2 separate regions of the Zea mays genome follow, and region 1 is linked to region 2. Evidence: chromatin contacts called from public Hi-C data. All regions are on one chromosome and are shown on one strand. Each heading gives the region's core, a stretch centred on a gene start, on an enhancer-like site or on the middle of the called end of the contact. The rest is flanking DNA. Distances are from core to core; before and after follow the strand shown. Region 1 holds the start of LOC100279158. Region 2 holds the start of LOC103634135 (glutamate receptor 2.9).

Region 1 (2,728 bases), core at 68-2,567, 220 kb before region 2:
TCTTGCTCAGCCCCGGGCAAAGGCCTCCGGCCAGCGTTTCTGCCCATCGATCCCTCTCTTCAATCCCCTCTACACATCTAATGTTCATTGGCGGGTACTGTTCATGTTCATTGGCGGGGACTATTCACGCGTGAACAGTACCACACCGCCTCCACCAGCAACTCCAATCCCTCACCGATCTAGCAACCATAACAGTATAACAACATATTTGCAAATTATAACAAAAATAATAGAGACTATAATGTATCCTAATGTAGCCCAGGCCCAGTCACAACGTATGCCCAACCTATAGATTGCACTGCCACAGGCCCTTCAAAATCCAAACCAACACCCCTTAAGGATCTGTTTGGAGGCCGGGTAACAGTCAAAAACCATTGTAAATTACAAATCCGGATATTGTTCCACCCAAAAATGTAATTTGCTGCTTGGATGACCGGTGAGACCACTAATATTACAACTGGTTTTGGCAAAAACAGACAGAGAATTAAGTCATGGTGTGTACAACTTACATGAAATGTTTAGTAACAATTTGTGGGAAATCTAGCAAACTGATGCTACAACAACCTCAGCAAACAATTAGTAAACAAAGACGAGTGTCATTTCTCTTCCATCAATGCCAAACAGGACTTACTGGATATGCATCCTTATCATGCATGTTCAGGATAGATCTGTTGTTGGACTCACAATGTTTCTTCAGTTCATCTCCACAATTCCATCGTTACTCAAACAGTTAGAACAAACAATTGACCAAATGAGTTTTGGCAATTGCATGTGTCAAGGTTGCGTGCATGAACAGATACCACAATCGCATACCTTGAGCAGGATGCCGTAGGACACCGTCGACACCACACCCCCTGGGCCCACGGATTTCCTCGAAGAGCCGGAGCGCGCGGTCGACGTCGCCGCAGCGCACGCAGGCCTCTAGAACCACGTTCATGCCGATGGTGTTGCGAAACCCGCCCCCGCGCAGTTGCTTCCACGTCCTCCATGATCTGCGCCGCACAACCAAGGTCAGCACTCGGCACTAGCAAAAAAAAAAATAGAACAATCCGACCGCTGGAGTGGATGGGGAAGGAGAGAGCACGCGAGGCAAACCTGGGCGAGCCCGGCGGGAGGTCGACGATGCGGGCAGTGAGGCGGCGAAGGTCGGTGGACGGCATCGAGAGTCCGACGGAGGCGGGGCTCGCGCGGCCCTGGCGTGGGCGAGGGGAGAGAAACAGCGGCGGCCAGCGGCATCTCTTCTCTCGCCGCTAACCGCTGGGCACTGCCACTGCCGTAGTGCCGTGTGCCGTCGAACGCATAGCAAATCACGATAAATCGACGTAAACTAATAGAAACCGGTAGAATTTAAATCCAAAATAAATTTTAAATTGGCTCGGTTTTTAACCAATTTATCTACTTATACAGCAGATTAATCGATCGATCTATCGAACAGAGAGTTCCCTGGTTTTTGGCGATAAAGCCCGATGGAAATTTCAACAAAAAAAAATTGCTCCCTCCATCCCAAAATATAATTTATTTTAGACTATATTTATTAAGTAATATATAAATATAGTTTACATATATGTCTATATTCATTATCATTTGAATGAATATGGACATAAAAATGGGTTAAAAAGAACTATATTTTAAGACGGATGGAATATTTAAATATTATTACAAGTTTAATAACAATATTTATCAGTTCGTGTCACGGTTTTATACTTTACAAATAACATCAAAGATGTGATACACCCTTCGGTGAAGATCATTGTCACTCGTACGTGTTACATGGATCGTGTGTTGTATTGTACTCCTTCGATGAGAGCAAAATAATATATTGATCATATATCAACTACGTCTTACACTTCGACCAAATCTATCTGGTCCACGTAAGAGTCACACTCTATGACTCGTGAGGTTTGCTATTTAGCCTGATGGTGGTGCTGGTGTCAATAACACTGATCGGATAGACGGTGGTATATGATCTTGAGCTTGCTCTTTAGCTACTCGCTCCTGAAGTTGTTCTTCAATTAGTCGCTCTTAAGGTTGCTCTTCTGTCTCGGCTGCAACTGGACATGAGGAAGGAGATGGCGTAGCAACACTAGCAAGAGCCTTCTTTGTTGCATGTTTCTGGAAAAGAGAAGCGATATCTTCTGTCCTCTTCATAAGTTATCTCATTAACTATATAGGAATAACAACTTATTAAGGATAATCTATTGTTGTCAAAAAATTGCGATTGCGTATGAACTAAGTTACTGAACTAATTTATATTCGATAAAAAATATTGGCTAACAAAATATGAAGAACAATCAATGAACCCATGGTAAATAATCCAGCATCTAAAAGAAATATAAAAAACAATTTAAGTATGTTCATGTAGACTACAAAGTACAACAAAATAAATAAAACAATCATATCATGCTTATACCTTACCTCCTAGGACTACACACTGCAAAGTAAAAGGTTTTTCATCTACCCGGCAAGCAACAACGAATGGGGAACAAGGTTACCTACAGCGTCTAGCACGAGCAAAAACTAGAGGTGATTAGCACCAGCACGTTCTCCAATGATGCACTTTTTAAATCTTAATCTACAATAACAGGATAATTGATAAAATAATAATTCTATTTATGTGTTCACACTCACCGGCAAGGCGTCAAACGCCAGCTGTGTTGTGCTCTTGGGTCTTGGCCGCCTGTACGACTGAAGGAATAGGTGACGCCTAAGAGGGGGATGAATTAGGACT
Region 2 (2,703 bases), core at 110-2,609:
TTCTCTGCAGCCAATGCTATTGCCCATACTGTATCATACGCATACAGACCAGACGTTATAGACTCATTAATTGATGTACCAGGATTTTCTGACCTATATTTCTCACACCATCTTTGCCTAAATTTGTTTAGTTTCGCAGTTTCTTGAACATAAGGCTCAATCCCAACAACACCTTCCATCACATCAAGTGCAGGATAACCAACTACATTGAAGATATCTGTCAAACCATATGCTGTAATCCAGACAAAGCCCTGGCCCATCATTCCCTCATCCTTAGCAAGCTGGAAAAACTTAAGGGCTAACTGATATGACATGCGCACAACAAAGACACTTGTCCAATATTCTTTTAAGCTTGATATAGCATGCTTTATCTCATCTTCTCCAGCAGAAGGATGGATCTTGCACCTGTACGGAACACGAGTATCGACATGTCCCAGGGCATCAACGAGATCAGGGATAAATCTAGTGTTGGAATCATCGTCCTCGATGATAGGAATGACTTCCCTCCAATTGTATTTCTGGACAAGTGAGGCAATAGCTTCAGCTTGGCAGGAGTCGTTCCATGCTGTCCTGATGAAATATGGGGTCTGGCTGGATGACCGGGACGGGCTGTTTGCAGAAAAGGAAATGATTGGAACTGATGTCTTGTTCCCAAGCTCTGTAAGAAATTTAGCTTGAGTAGATGTCTGTGGCCCGACGATTGCTTGCACATGGACATTTTTCAGTAAATCAACACCTGCAGTAGTTCCCAAAGACGCAAACATGTCAGCGAATAATGATTTATCAAACCGAAAAGTTCGGTGACATTCATTCATCCTACCTGAGCATGCAAAATTAGTTTGAAACCTGCAGCAGATCCAGGGATTCTGAGACTAGGATGCAAAAGGGAAACTTCAGAAGCAGAAAAAAAACAAGGTTTAAAATAAGCATCTATGGGCTTATCCAAAATGAAAGCAAGGATGAGCTACGTATTCGGCATTGTAGCTCTCAGGCGTCCATGGAACCATGGGAAACCCCAATTTGCGTGCACAAACCTAAATGCCGAGAGAAATGAAACGACAAGGAGAGCAGGAGCGAGTCGATAGGGTCCCGGCGGCGCGGGAGAAGGAGAATCTTTCGCCGCCGCCCGCCGGAAGTGTCGTCGGCTGCCGTCCGAAAAGTGAGAACTGAGAGCTCCGGGGCGGGATGTTGGCATGTTGCTATGGGCTAGAACTCTCTGGGCCGTCGTTGGGCTGAGCTGGTGTCTGCTTTAGTCAACGGCGAGCCCACGACTGACAGACCACATTGGCTATTGGGTCCTTTCTGGCTTGGCTCGAGCCGACCACCGCAGTGGGCACGATATTTTTTTCTCACGTCAGGTTACACCTCATATTCAAAATTTTGTGTAGTCTACCGTCTAAAATAGTGTTTTGGATGTACAGATAAACTGTTAGACACGATCGTTGATTGTCATTGATTGTCGTTGATTTAGTTGAGCTTTTAGAACTGCTTCTACTTCGAAAAAGTAGGTTCAGCTTTTTTTTGCAGCTATTTTAAAAAGACATATTTTGTGTAGTGAAAAATTAATAGCAGCGTGGACCCTATTTTTACTGTTTATCTGAGTTCATTATATTAATAAATAGATGAGGCAAGTAGAGACCAACATATGATGAAAAATAATTAAGTGTTATAATAAATGAAATAAAAATATTTTAAAAAATAATTTAAAATGAAATTTTAAATTTAATTTATTTGTAAAAGTATCATGAACATAAATGTGAAATCTGTTTTTATATTAGATATATTAGTTAAGAGATTTAAACAAAGTGCATATAAATAATATATAGTTTGTTTACAATAGATAACTCACAGCAGTTCGAACCAAATGACTTTCAACGTTTTTTCTCATAGCAGTTTTTCACAACAGACAGCTCATAACAACTTTTTTCATAGCTCACTATTGAAACAAACACACTCTAAGACCCTGTTCTAGACCTCTAAAAGTAATAATAATTAGCAGGAAAAATTAGTTAAAATTTTTAGAACAGATCAATTAATAGACTAGCTAATTGTTAATGGAGAAATTCCAAATTACCCCTTCACCTATGGACAATATTCACATAACCCCTTAAAATATTTTTTAGTTCATTTTACCCCTCCACAGCTTTGTGTTGGTTCAATTTACCCCTTAACAAAATTTGTTTTTTTTATCTCTTTATGTACAAATTGGGTTTTCATTTCAAATTTTTGTTGGTTACTCCCTTCGTCCCATAATATAAGGCGTGCTCTCTCTAGACACACGTACATCGATACAGTGATATAGAAAGAATTAAATACATTTCTTAGTCTTTGAACCATAGGTAGTTACACCTTATATACTGGGACGGAGGGAGTAGTAGCTAATAGCATAATTTAGTCTCGAAAAATATATTATGTTTTTATAATTGTTTTGATAGGTTAGAGATCAGATAAGATAATAATTTTAATGGTACAAAACTAAATCTAAAATAATGATGAATTTTTTTAATATTTTTAACATAAGATATGATGTCCACAATCACCTAAAAATATGAACTTGAAATTCAAATTTACATGGAGAAACGAAAAAGACAAATCTTAACAGAGGGAGATTTGTCCTTTTTGTTTGTCCACGTACAAATTGAAATTCAACTTCATATTTTTTGAGGTGATTGAGGACATCATAACTTATGTTAGAAAAATATG

What was found. A called contact is a pair of places that touch in the nucleus more often than the background predicts.
Region 1: a contact with region 2 is called in a Hi-C map of ear, with 2.7 times the contacts expected there. The contact joins the promoter of LOC100279158 here to the promoter of LOC103634135 in region 2. A contact is called at or near these places in 3 of 25 Hi-C or Micro-C datasets (ear, endosperm and tassel).

Annotation. Positions count from the first base shown.
Region 1 is chr7:124,277,430-124,280,157 of Zm-B73-REFERENCE-NAM-5.0, reverse strand. It overlaps LOC100279158, which reads right to left and starts at 1,317. Exons shown (of 2, transcript NM_001152189.2): 1 at 1,096-1,317; 2 at 397-992. The coding sequence starts at 1,160. The coding sequence ends at 731.
Region 2 is chr7:124,058,761-124,061,463 of Zm-B73-REFERENCE-NAM-5.0, reverse strand. It overlaps LOC103634135 (glutamate receptor 2.9), which reads right to left and starts at 1,359. Exons shown (of 4, transcript XM_020541653.3): 1 at 821-1,359; 2 at 1-736. The coding sequence starts at 314.